Regions from separate parts of the Anas platyrhynchos genome. Here region 2 is linked to region 1. Evidence: chromatin contacts called from public Hi-C data. All regions are on one chromosome and are shown on one strand. The core of a region is the stretch at or near the end of the contact, and the rest is flanking DNA. Distances in the headings are between cores, read along the strand shown. Region 1 overlaps NFKB1 (nuclear factor kappa B subunit 1). Region 2 overlaps SLC39A8 (solute carrier family 39 member 8).

Region 1 (6,724 bases), core at 3,502-6,001:
AGACAGTCAAACTCAATTAAACTGTTGCAAGAATGACATCTTTACCGTTGCCATGTTTCATTCCAGCATTGGACTTTGTTGTGCCAGGGTGGAAATGCATCCCTCCAAAAGCTGAGTAACCGTATGAAGGGTAACTGAACCCTAAAGAAAGGAAAAAGATTAAGAATTAACAGAATGACACCCTGAAACAATGAAAATGCAATCTAGAAGAGCACTGAGAGTAAAGAGATGAAATTTTTTCTACACATTTTGTGGTTTATTCCATCCACTTCAAACAAATTTTACAAACTGAAGGTGCACTCTGCCACCCCCCTTCAAAAACCCAAAGAAATTCTAGATGGCTGACTAGTGATTCTCAGTCCCCAAATCCGTAAGACCTCACCCATGTAATATCACTAGTACAATGCATTTAAAACTCAACTGAAACCTCGCAAGTTGTCTCCATGCTTGTAAATCACCGTGATTACAACAGATTTGTATTTGGTGTTACATTGTACGTGTGCTGCTAGCAATGCATGTCATGATTTGAAAACTACTGCTCTACACCCACCCTTCTCTGAAAAAAGGGCTACTTGTAGTTCAGATGGCATTTGCTGATCATTTGCTCATCAGTGCTCTGCTGCAAGAAATCAAAGCATTTCTCTTATATCCTGCATCTCAGATATGCTCAGGTTTCAATAGATAGAGCACAGCAAGAAAATTACTATAAAGAATCTCGAATTTTGTAATAATGCTTTGCAGTAACAGGGTTAATTTGCTAAATTCCTCTAGGAATTACTCCATTATACCAGGTATAAAGATAGGAGAGTCAGATCTCATCTCACTAGAAGTAGATGAATTCCTCATTTCATTTTTATAATCAAAATAATTATCTGCAGGCTCTCAAAGCAGAACCCCTGTCCCTCTTCCCCCCCAAACAGCTGTCTTACCAGAGCCTGCCCCGCTGCCTCCCCCGCCATACATGCCACCTCCTCCTGCGCCGCTGCCTCCGCCGTAGCCATCTGAGAAGTTTGGCATGAGCTTCTGTCGTTTTCTTTGCACTTCTTCTTTATCTGCGTTTCAGGTGAGAAGGAACAGATGGAAAAAGGAGTCATGCTTAGTAGTGGCCATGCACAGAAAAGGATGAGTATTCACAAGTTACTAGTAAAAATTACTAGTTTATAAGGGAAAATGAGGAGTGCTGTAGAAGAATAAACTCACTTCTAGCCCCAAACAGAACAATCTTGTACATAATGGAGCAGTGAGAATCAAGCTATCGCCAAGTTCCCAGCCAGACTGACAGCATCATTCAGGCCCGCATGGCCTCTGCTGTTCTATCAGGTGCCTCATGCCCAGACTGGGAGGGACACGTGCAGAAATGTCCTGGGAGGCTCAGAGCTTCCTTCAACAGCAGCTCCTGTCCAGTGGCCTCCAAATTCTTCAATGTCTAAGTGAAGTCATAAATCAGCACAAGTGCCTTGAACCAAATACTTGCTCAAGAAAATTCATCTTTGGGGAATACAGGCACAGGTTCCTCCACTAAACAAATCCACTTCAGAAACAGACACTTATAAAAAAGGGGTCAGCAAATCACAAGACACTGATCTCCAACAGCTCAGAGCACCTGCAGTGCCCCTTAAACTTTTGTTTAAGGTTAAGGATGGTGAGAAATGTTGAAAAGAACGTTTGCTTGAAATGATTTACTTAAATTAACAGAAAGACCAACAGAATAAAGACAGCTTATTTTCAGGCAGGATATAATACTGTCAAACCATGCGGAGCAGAAGTAGGCAAAAAAAAATAAGAATTTTATCATGTAAGTAAAAAATAATCCTTAGACCTACTGGAAAGCAAAACACAAAGGTTTAGAAGAAGTATCCCAGTGACTGAGAAAGTGAAAATGGCACGACAAAAACTATCTGTACAGGGATACAAAGATTACAAGGTTAAAACCCACTAAAACTGTTAAGAAAAGAACATACAAACCACCTTCAATAAACGATCTATTAGTTTTCAACAAACATACGACAAAAAGAAATTACATGCACAGCCACATCAGTCAGTGCATCAAACTGGACAGCTGACTATATGGAACAGTACACTGAAGAGTAGAAGTGCATTATTTCCAGGCATACATGATCTGTAAGTACATATGCATGCACGCACCAGGCATACTCACACTGACGAGGAGAGAAAACTCTAGAGAGCAATCTAGTCAGAGAAACAAACAAAAAATCCACATACACATGTCTAAGTTCATTTGAACACTTGCAACAGGGGAAAAATACAGACCCTAAATGGTAATTTTATGATAAGATTGTATAGGGCATCCTAAAATGCACATAATGCTGAATTAATTTTACTTGAGAGGTTCATAAAAAAAAGTTTGCTTCACATTTGGCAACTTTGTTCTGCAGTTAGACATTTCATCTCCATAAAACTTGGGCAAGGGATTCCTTAAACCATTACTGATACAAGATCTTCTAGCTACTCTGGAAGATTTTGAAAAGGCATGCTTTCTGCTATTTTGTTATAATAAGTGTAAAATAGATTCAGCTGTACAACTCCCACCTCCCCTCTCCTCAGCTTAGTCCCTTAGCACTGATGCACACATATTTCAGAGTTTGATGGGGTACTGATTTCAGCATGGCTCCAAATGAGGTACTGCAAACTTGCAAGAGTAGGACTTAGCAGCACAAACTGCAGGCAGGTTAACCATTAAGGAGGTAGACTATCAGTGCAACAAAACACTAATTCTGACTGGGACCTCAAGGTATTTCCGTATCTTTAACATTATTAATATTTAAAAACATACTGATGCTGTCTTTCACGTCAAACTCATTTGAAACGTAGAAGAGTTGAATGGGCACAGACTTGCTGGTTAGACTTCTCACTAACAACTCAGGAAGCAGGTCTGATGCCAGCTGTTCTGCCTCAGCTAGCTAACTAACATTTTACCCTAAGGGGTTGAAACAGCACTTTCCCTACTCTTTCAAAAAGGGTCTCGGGTTCATTAGGCAGTATAGGCAATTGGAAAATTCAAAAACATCAGAGAACTTGTGAGGCATGATGGTGAAAGAAGAGAACTGGAAAAAATATACTTTTTCCACCAGATACCAACCAGTCTTCAGTTTAAGGTTTCAACTGAAAGTACTGACAGCAAGATGTCCTCAAATATTATTTTGCAGAAACTCAGAGAAGAGAGTGCCATCTACTGTATGAACAGGCATATAGGAAACTCACCCAGAGTAAGGCTCAGTAGAAAGACACAGATTTACTGCTTACCAGTCCAACAACAACAGAAACCAATAAGCCATAACAGAAGTAACAGTTTTCCTATTAGCTCTGCACAAAACAAGGCGGCAAATATCCTCTTTTATAAAAATAGTAACTACAAAAAATGTTTCACTCAACACATGTCCTATCCTATTAACAGTATTCCTAGGGACCTTGCAGTTTCTGCTTCTGGGATACAAAGTGGGTTTAATGAATTACCTTTGATTTCCGGATAGTAAAGAAAGGGCTTTGGTTCACTTGTTTCCAGATCAGATTTCCGACGCAGTTGTACAAAAACAGAGGCTGGCTTTGTGATGTTGACATCTCGATACTTGGGTGTTTTAAACACAATAGCAAACTGTGAAGGAAACAATGATAAGTGCGTTTGTCACGGACAGTGGTTTTTGGCAACTGCATGTACATTTGTGTTATTTTTGTGGGAGTTGGTTCATTACTAGGGAGTCAAAAATTCTTTGCGAAAGGCTGCTGCCACAACAAACTTCCATTTCAGTTTTCAGCTGTACCTTTGAGTTAGAGTCCTAAAGTCTTTTGTGAAAGACAGAACCGCCAGGAATCGCCTTGCCACGTGTGTTAGTACCACACTGTTTCTCCCCTCATCATTGAGCATCTACTCTGTGGCTTTCTCAGCATCCTCATAGGAGCTGTGAGAGTTTCCTATATATCCTATCCCAATTCGCACTGGTGTATGTTTAATGCAAGTGATCTCTCTCCCGATTTCCTACAGCTACATTCCTACCTTAGATCTTAAAAGAACAGTTAAGATTCTGTTATTATTAGGAAGTAGCCAACAAAAGACAGGGACTGAAGAGGTTAGTATGGGATACAGAGGTTTTCACCTAATTTTCTAATTATACTATAATCCTGGTTTCTTAAGATCAGAAAACCATTAACAAATGGCAAATGCTCTGTTACTTACCTGCCTATGTACATCTGTAGGAGAAAAGTCTCCAAAGCCTTCCCACATACCACCATTCTCATCCTCCTCATAGAAACGTATTTGAATATCATCTGCAAAGAGTGAAAGAAACAATAACTTTGGGATGTTTGCGCATTTGTTTAACCTTTGGCTAAGTTTATTTCAGATAAAAATCAACACGGTTACTTTTTAGCTGGGTGATAATACTACATGAATAATGCATGAATCATCGTTATCCCTGTTATGAAAACAACACAGATAACCCATTTTTGACATCAGTTTTAGATCAGCCTGATTCTAATGACTTCACCGATGTTGCTCTCAGTTTCCTGAGCAGTAAAAGGAGAATTAGGTTCACTACCTCTTCCTATCTAGGGCTAGCAAACATTCCAGAGGAGCTTTATTTGGAACAAGTGTGTAGGGAGGGGAGAACTTGAAGCGTGAACTGTAGAAACCACCCCCTCTCCTCCAGCAGTTTCAGTTCAGAAAACTGTAGCAAAACCCGAAGTGCCACAGTTCAAGTTCCGCTTGCTGCTGGCAGAGCGCCATGCAGAGCTGCGGCTCAGCCAGACGGCAGAGGTGTGAGCGAGCAGCTCGTCAGCAGTGATCCCTCACCCCCCAAACACAGCACAGGCCACGCCATAAATGTGAGACTTGGCTTCTGCTCCTCTAAACAACTTTTATTTCGTTCTCTGTTTGGCTACTAATTTATATGTTTTTAGGAGAGCTTGGGAAATACCACACTCGTATATTCCTTCCCCAGCACCTCTGAGGAGAAGAAATAATAGCAAAACTATTTTCTCGTGGGGTGGCTGAAGCAGGACATGCTTTTGGAGCAGGCAGACTGCTTCCTCTGATCCACCACCTGCTAGTCTCAAGATTGCAAACCACTGCTTCCAGCCCTGCTGTCCTGCATGCTCAAGTTCCTTTAGGCAGGAGGTTTCTGAGAGCAGTGAGGTCAGGGGAAACCCCACTAGGGCTGAGGGGAAACCCCACCTCGGGGCTTCCACTGAGTCAGACTTTTATTTATTTATTTTGTGCACAAGATTTATGTTTCATCTCAGTTCTCCTGAAAGCAGAGGGTATACACACTACTGAAGAAAACAGTTTTTTCAAAGCCCCCAAAGTGCTCTCTCTCTCCTGATAAACTGGTAGAAGAACTTGGCAGGGAAGAGAGGTGGAAGAGGATAGCCTGCATTAATGGAAAGCAGCAACACGATTTTAATAACACTCATTGCAAACAGGTGAGAACTGGGCACTTGCTCTGCCATCCAATCTATACCAGGGAGTTCCAGGTATCACCTACAGCTGAAAAATGCAAAGGGTTTACCCCACTCCTTGTTTATTTTTTTCTTTTTAGTTGAGCCCAAATACTACAACCACATAAACCATTAAGAGCCCAATCCTGACACATTCATAGCCATAAGCAGAGATTACTAAAACAAGTGTGTAAGAAGTATCAGTTTACCCTGAGTAATCTCTACCATTAGCATATAGGTAAAAATGAAGTTATTAGCAGCAGCACTGAAAACGTTCAGTTCCCACTGGTGATTAATAATGAATGCTCATACTTACCCTTTATAGTCAGAAACTTAATAATAAACCAGAAACTTTAGAATAATTCAGAGCAGGTGTGAGATAATGGAATCAAAGATCACCCAGAACCCATTACCCACAAAAAAGAAAAAAAAAAGATCATGGGAAGGGCAGAAATTTGAGAAGAACAAAGTTGATCACATGGTCTCTGGGGAGGCAACATATGCTGAATTTGCTTTGCAAGCTTATTTTTATTCATTTTCTGGACTGTTGGCCTGGATTCCAGAAAGGCTGAGCACTTACACATCCTGCTGCGCTATCAGAAGAGGAGAATAGTAAGGCAGCCCAGCAGTTCTCATGCATTACTCCAGATGAACCCCCGGTGTGCCTTACAATACCCAGGACACTTACCTTTCTGAACCTTGTCACAGAGAAGGTAAATCTCTTCCCCTCCTGTTACGCACCCTGCCGTTCTGTCCATTCTTACAATTTTTAAGTTGGAGGCATTGGGAGCTTCTATTGAAAGGAAAAGATTTTAAAAATGTTTAACTTCGCAACAATTTTAGATTACATAAAGTAAAAATAAAAATACACAAATGCAACACACAGACAAGCCACCAATTCAACCTACTTAAATTTGTTTATGACTTAAAAAGGATGAATCAACAGTTTTTCATCTTACGGGTGAAATCTTGTATGCTCTAAGCTCTGAATGAACTGTTAACTATAAAATAAGGCCCTGGCCATCCCAGCACAATTAGTGTTAGTACAAAAACAGAGCAGTGAACTGCATCCTGCAACTTTATGACAAGAGCGCATTACAGGAGAACATTTTCTTTCCTGTTTTCTTTGCAATGTGACACTGCTGAAAGCTGTTACCTTTAAGTCATTAGGTTAATGCAATATGCAATGCTTGCTCTGCACTGTGGCTTACTTGAAAGCAACCTCAGTCCCTGACCAACATACCAGACTGCGATCAAAAAGCTCACCTCCACA
Region 2 (7,304 bases), core at 23-2,522, 46 kb after region 1:
AGAAAAGCTAAAATAAAGGCAATAGCTGGTGACCAATTCCTGTTTAGTAGCACATGTAACCTTTATTCTTTCCTACTTTGCAAACAAACAAGCAATGTGTCAAGCAAACAAGTCTCCAAACTGTGGTTTGGATTGACATAGACGCAAAAACACTTAATCTTATTTTGATCCTCCAATAACATGCAGTAAGTAGTATGTCTTTTCTTTTTTTTCTGGTTGTATTAATTACTGCAACTTGTATGAAGATGAAAACTGAATAGCTGCCACAGGTCAGTCTCCTGATCTACCAATAGTTTAATTAAGCTGGGGCTTTAAAACCTTGGAAGAGCATTGAATAAACTTGAAACTGGAAAAGGTGAGATTTGATCAAATTACATACAACTCATCTTCTACATCTTCTCAATGTTTTATGTGACAAAGTAGCATCATTAGCCGACAAATGCTCTCGCTAAAACTAGAGCTAGTGATTCCCTCTCTAAAAAATGCTCTGCTGTGAGCTGTACAAGCTGAAACAGAAATGCTGAGCAGGAAGGTAACCTGCAAAGTAGATTACTGCACTATAAAACTGATGCCTTTTATCACTGTGACCTACATTTTAAAAAAAGAAATCCACCTCTACTAACTTTCATCCAATATGACCTCAAACTGTCAGGCACCGCTGCATCTCAGATGTTTATTAGTTCTTGATGTGAAGAAATCTTATACTCAACTTTTTTTAAGGGAAAAATACTTCAAAAGTCATTGATCTTTATCCCCCCTTCCTCCCCACATAAACATGTAACTCCTTACTTGTGACAAAATTGACAAAATACTGTAAATGTGAAGTCATGAAATGTTCAGGTAGTGCCACAAATGAGGACATTATCATCTCAAGCTACCAGGAACCTTGTGATTTTTCTGAGGACTGCAGCAGAGTTTCTCACTCAGACTGTGATTCATGTTTGTACCAGAACAGGTCAGAGATTTCAGTGGAGAAGCCTGATCACATGAAGTGCATGTCCAAACCTGTTACAGTTCTTTACCCAGGGGCCAAAACCAACCACGAGTCTTTCTTTTCCTTCACGTTACCCCTTAGCAGAAAAACAGCTATTTAGATTTATTATGTTTGTTATTAAGTTGTCTTAATAGCTATGCAAAGTGCCCTTTTTCCATGCATATATCAAAGCCATATCATGGAAAAAACACGATCTGCCTCCTTTTAACTCCTGTGTGTGCTTCAGTGCCAAGACTGCTGTAAGGGCCTCCTCTGGACTCTGTTTAGAATGTGTGCAATCAACAGAATACGTTGCCAAATCCTTGCTGGTCATTTCTATTAAGGGAAGCTCCCACTGGTTTTGATTGCTAAATCTTTTCCATTTTGGCTTGCGTGGAAATGCTTGAAAGAGGCATTACAGAACAAACACAATGGATATAAAATATGTAAGACGGTGTATTTCTGATCTAAATAAAGGAAATCACCTCAAAATTAATCCTGCCCTCAAATCCATAAAGAAAATAGTTGTATTGTTTTCAACATCTAGCTTAAAAAGGAGTATGACTACTTGAACAGTTTCCAAAATTTCCAGATTTGGTAATGTTCACAAGTCAGACTTCTGTTAGTCAAGTACTTCTCCTGAACTATGAACAGCAGCTCTGGAATCTCCAGACTTGCTAAAATATATCTTAAAAAAAAATAAAAAAAGAGGGCAGTGTGTCAGACTTCCTTCATTAATCTAAACTTGTTTAATGAGGACCAGAGAGGAAATTCTGAGTAAATGGAGTCAATATTTCAGCATCTGTCTTGGCCACATAAGAGAAGAGACAAACTTGAGAGAGAACAAACAGAAAAAGCCCCAGTGGATTTCCATCTAATCCATCCCATTAAACGCTAACCTGCACAGACAACTGGGTACTGTGTGCTGCTTGCCACAGTGTGAAGGGTTTCCACAACAAAACCAGATGCCAAAGAATTGTAGTGCACCAGAAGGTCACAGAGCTAAGGAAATGACTTAAAATAACAGTTTTCTAAACATTCTATAGGTTAGCAGAGAGAAGAAACTATGTGTTTGAGGGTACCAGTAAAAGCACATTGGCACTGCGGTCACCTGATGAAGATCTCATCACCTGATAGGAGGCTAATTAAGATGTCATATGACAGCCTGAAGAGCCCCACCAGGAGCTCAAAGTTTAGTTTCTCTAGAGCTGCCATAGTGCATGGTTTATTGCATATGGAATTTGTGAGATACTTACCAAAAGGGTGAGTTTAAGTGCTTTTAAGATGCCATTTTTTTCCCACTTTTCCTGAGCTCTACAGAGTAAAAGTGTGGAATGATGAGAAATCTTTCAGAAAACCTTTCTAAACCTTTCTATTTTTGAAGAACTCATGTACTTTGTGATCCTGTGGCAAGGAATCTGTTTCAGCTTCCTGAGGGATTTAGGGCTTGGTTCTGCAGAGAAAATGTTAAGTTGTGAGCCTGTCTCCTGGAAGAGACGGTCTGTACCCTCTGAGTGTTTTTAGGCTATGCCTTAACAAGATTCACCAGAATTGGCAGAACTGTGGCACTGTTGATGAGCACTGTAAGCTTGTGATCAAGGAAAGCCCCAGCATGAAAAACAAGTAGAAGGAATGAACTAGCAGGAGTTGAGCTGCAGAATGTTATAGATGCTCTGCTTGCCAAGGCAAATGGGTAACTGGGTGAAGGCGGGGGCTCTTGTTTCCAGCTGTGTGGAGGGGCTTTTGAGAAGTGCTAGAGAGGAACTGACTCTTTGGTGCAATGGGTAAGAGTGACACAGGGAGGTTCTGCAGACAAGTTTAGGCTGTGACATAGAAAACCAGAAAGCAGAACCCCCAAACATCACTTTCCGAAATGTGCTTAATGTTACATGAAGTATCCGCCGGAGTTGGAGAGTTAGCTTCAAAATCCAGCTGAGAAAATGACGTATGGAGGAAGAGTTGAAAATCACTGGGAAGTGGGCACACACAATGTGAGAGGTTCCATAGCAAGGTGCACGCCATGCCTAGGGATCTTGGTCCTCCAGTTACTTCAAATGAAGACCTGCCTACAGAAACCAATATGCCAGAGGCTGAAAGATTTTGATCTTTCCTTTGCTATGGGGTCAGGATGCCTTAGGGTGTGATCCATCATGCACAGATTGGGCTGTAGCCAGAGGTGTACCACTGGATTTCCTTCGTAAATTTATAGAGACGCTCTTAAGCTCTAACTTTGAGGAGGTGAAGGACACTGAGTTGTTTTTCTATAGCTTCTAAGGAAGTTCACCTCTTCCAATTGATCTGAAATGAATATTTATCATCAAACTAAAACAATACTGGTAAAGAGACCTAAAATTATTCTAACAGTTTTTACCACGTACAGAACCTGAAATGTAGTGGGTTATATTGAGATCTGCAATCCCATGATCGGATTCACTCTTTAATCGTCTAAGTCAAATAGTGGGCAATAATTAATTTAGATAAAATTGGTGCTGAGGGTAAACAGGGATATTTTCTTTATTGAAGCCTGCCTAGTTTGGGGCCGGATTTCCAGGTCTCAGAGCTAGCTTCAGTGCTGAATGCTGTAGTGGGTTCATTACAGTGTGATGCAAACCATTTCACTTTTGGCAGTACAGATACAGATCATCAAGTCCAGCACTACTGACTTGACTGTTGTTTTCTTTGTGGTAACTTTGCTTTGTTTTTACCTTTTGTCTTAATACAAAATTCGTTTTAACAGCAGTAATCTCCTTAAAGCCATGCTCTCAAGGTTGTTTTGTTAAGGACTGGATCTAATGTCTCCTTAAAGGACATCAATGCTAAGGCTAACTGATACTTGAAAAACAAACAAACATAAGACCAACAACAACAGACAGTCAGGACTCCAGTGTGTAGGTGGAGGGAAGCCTTGGCTGCTGAAGTATTAGGGCTACAAGTGGCTGAGAGGCTGCAACTTTCAACTTTGTTGTGCCTTGACAGTGTTCTCTGGCAGGTAAGGACCAACTCAAAAGGTGATTGTGAAGCTGCATTTATAATCTTAATTTTGTTTGGCTTTATTGTAGGTATAAGTAACATTAAAAAAAGCCATGGGCACATCAACAACATGCCTCCAGCCTCAGTGTTACCAAGTTTCACTGAACAAGATACAGGAATACATGTACAGCAAGGAAAATAGGACAAGATACCGCTGCTCATCTGGCAAACAGGGACTTGGAGGGGTGAATAAAAGATAATATCATGTAAGTAAAGATAGTCATGGAGTATTTTGGGGAGGGTATGGGTGTTGGTACATAAAGATATACTACCTACATGAACACTGATGTAGTGTTGCTGAGTCTGATACTATAGCCATAATATTCTTTGTATAACTGCATGCACAAAAATATATAACTTGTGATGTTTGGGTTACACCTTAACTGTACCAGGCTCATTAAGGAGCTTAGGAAGAATTTGAATTTAGTTTGGTTTTACTAGCTCCAATCCTGTGGCAGACAGGCCAAATTTGTTTAACTCAGCAGAGAATCAGTTCTACTTCTGTCCAGATTTTACCACTAATCTGGATTTCTCTGTTTTCACACTGAATATTGAATCACAATCCATAAAACTGAATCTTATGGTTCTAAGTGATTTTTTTTAAATGCCTACTTCAGCTTTTGCCACTTGTCCAGTGTTTATCAAACACAAGAGAATGATATATTTTTGAAGGAAATCATACAGTATTGCTTCTAGATATCAAAATATGCCCAGGTGGCCATAAATTCTGTTCTAAAAAAAATACAGTGCATCTCCCTTCCCTGAGAAAGATGACTTAGCACACCCCAAAGAGAATTAACTCTACTTTCTTAGACCCAAAGCATGATCAAATTCCAGCGGGTTATAAAAAAACAAACAAACCACCAACCCTTTGGAAACAAGAACATTTTACATCTTATTATTCTGACAACCAGAGAGAGAAGGCTGCTTTTTTGTCTTCATTCTGACTGTACTCCCACAACCGAATTTCACGAAACAGGCAAAATAAATAACTGTAGAACTGCTGCCACCTACAGTCTGGCTGTAAAAATGTCAACTTTGGGAAGAATACAGAAGTAGTAGTAATAACAGGGTGTTAGTCACCCACCCAGAATGATATAATATAATGTAAATAATTTAAGGTACAGTTAGGATTCACATAAGGATCCTGAAGTGCCTTTCTGAAGGATACTTTAATCATCACCTGTTTGCCTAGCTTGCATTACAAGAGTTGATTTTTCTTGCAAATGCTAACAATTCACACCCTAACGTCTCCTCGCTTTCTTTTGCTTACGTTATGCAGTGAACCATTTTTAGAGACACCAGATGTAAGGATGAATAATGTTACTACTGGTACCCCAGAAGAGAATGCTGTTGCACCAGCTAAGCTGAGGTGAGGCATGCCTTGGGAAGCGGGAGTGTTCCAAAAGACTTGGTTTCAGAGAGATTGTATTCACACTGTAGTAGCTCTCTGTTCTCCCTGACACTAGGGAAACTAAAAGTTGAAGCAAGAGGTGAACCAGAAGAGGAGTCCCAATAGATCGTGCAGATAAAAACTACATAGACTGAGAATTCAAAGCTGTAGTCTTTGGGAAGTTCCTTATTGCTGCCAGTAAAGAACATTTTTTTTCTTTTCCCTCTGGCTAATGTTTTTTTCTGGTGGACATCTTCCAGTATTTGGAGGATTTAGTCTTAAGAAGGCAGGAAGCAGCATGTCTTTTGGGAAACTGTCATCCAACTTAAGGGAGAAGAAAATTTTGAAAACAACTCAGATCAGTTGCAAGGATGTATTTTCCTCCTTCCTCCCCTCTTTAACCAGACAATGTGGTGACGATGTGTTCAAGTGGCTGTATTTGTATATCTCTTCTGAAAGTAACACAGGCACTTAGCTTTTTTCAAAGCCTCTTTATAAAACATGTATTTAACATGTTTTTTTCACAACCTATTTTTTTACGCTTTAGACTACAGTAACAGTATGTTTAACTCCACTTGATGGCGATGTAAATATAGACAGTTTTATTCTGTTAACTATATTAACTCTTGCTTTAGCTGTTTTAAAAGCTTGTCAGACTGTAGCCACCTTTTCAGGTATTTATAAGTATTCAATCAAATTCGACTCAGGTGGTCCTAAATGGTCAAGGAGGCTTAAATTTTTCACTGGCTTTTGAAAATGATCACTTGCATGCCTATATATATATATATATATATATATATTTTTTTTTTTTTTTTCAAAATGAAGACCTTTCACATAATCAGAGCACACAAATTAGAAATTGAAGGTAAGCCAACAGGACGATGTATACAGTCTCCTGGCGGCTGCTGCTATTGCCATCATCTAGGAACAGATGCTGCAGGCTTGTGACTGACTGTAAGTGGAGGAAATTCAAGCTGTGAGGAAGTCTGGCATTGATGGGTGAGATATCCATTGCACTGAAGGGTCTTATTTTGGCTCTGGTTTTAATAATAAGTTATATGCTCAGAGCAGGTAATATTAGTTGGGAATTTAGGATCCTTCAGGACTGGATATTCAACCCCCATCCTATCTCCTCTTCTGGTGATGAAATAATTGTTGAGGTTACTCATACAAACACAAGGGTGATTCCTGCTACAGAAGTACTTGGACAGCATGGAGTACAGTTCCTAACTGTGACTGTGTGTGATGCAAAGTATGGAGGCCAAGGCTGATAAAAGGGCTGAGATGGGTAATTTCTATGGGAGTTTATTGAATGCTAGACACCTGCATTTCATTGCAGATTTGTCCTGTAATGTGTTTGTGTCCATTTACTTTGTCTGAAATAAGGATGATATTTCTCTCCCATGCTAGCAGTTTTGCCTTTTATTTTTTCAAGTTCCTCATTTAAGCCTGTTTTTCACCAATACTTGGAGTGACCAGTAGTATCCTAGTCTAAATGGACAGTAAGATAATTCACAATAATCTGTAGGGGTAGTGATAATCACCACCCCCCAGCCACAGAAGAGCGTAAAGATAAGAGCTTTCTCTTCTATGCTTGAAACATATTTATTTCACTGACAGGGAGTGGAGGAGAAACTAGACTAACACGCCTTTCCCAGAAAACACAGGGCTCCCATTACAAACCTGTTGCTTCTGATGGTGGTCTTAAGTGTCTAAGATCACTGTGTCTATCAAATGGTAAATGATTTGTGGGAAACACACAGGGAATGTTTTTAAATTCATGTGACTCAAACTTAAAGGCAAATTTTGGAGTTTGGATTTTAGTGTTTCATATAGTGAATAAGTCATGACAACTTTACTGCACCAGTTCTATGCAAAAAAAAAAAAAAAATCATGGCCAGGTGTCTT

The links. Hi-C and Micro-C count contacts between places; a contact is called where the count stands out from the background.
Region 2: a Hi-C map of subcutaneous adipose tissue shows a contact between it and region 1, with 2.2 times the contacts expected there. The contact joins two enhancer-like sites. A contact is called at or near these places in 5 of 8 Hi-C or Micro-C datasets (F1 follicle, F5 follicle, skeletal muscle and 1 more).

Annotation. Positions count from the first base shown.
Region 1 is chr4:9,930,325-9,937,048 of IASCAAS_PekinDuck_T2T, forward strand. It overlaps NFKB1 (nuclear factor kappa B subunit 1), which reads right to left. Exons shown (of 24, transcript XM_072036960.1): 9 at 6,140-6,244; 10 at 4,193-4,284; 11 at 3,475-3,613; 12 at 930-1,052; 13 at 46-141. Among named protein-coding and RNA genes, the nearest start is that of NFKB1, 38 kb to the right of the region's middle. Within about 2 kb of position 4,752, at least 2 of the 8 cell types and tissues checked have an H3K27ac peak or open chromatin away from gene starts, as enhancers often do. A contact at or near this core is called in subcutaneous adipose tissue, where this site is marked.
Region 2 is chr4:9,979,914-9,987,217 of IASCAAS_PekinDuck_T2T, forward strand. It overlaps SLC39A8 (solute carrier family 39 member 8), which reads left to right. Exons shown (of 12, transcript XM_072036969.1): 3 at 4,033-4,209; 4 at 5,286-5,375. Among named protein-coding and RNA genes, the nearest start is that of SLC39A8, 11 kb to the left of the region's middle. Within about 2 kb of position 1,273, at least 2 of the 8 cell types and tissues checked have an H3K27ac peak or open chromatin away from gene starts, as enhancers often do. A contact at or near this core is called in subcutaneous adipose tissue, where this site is marked.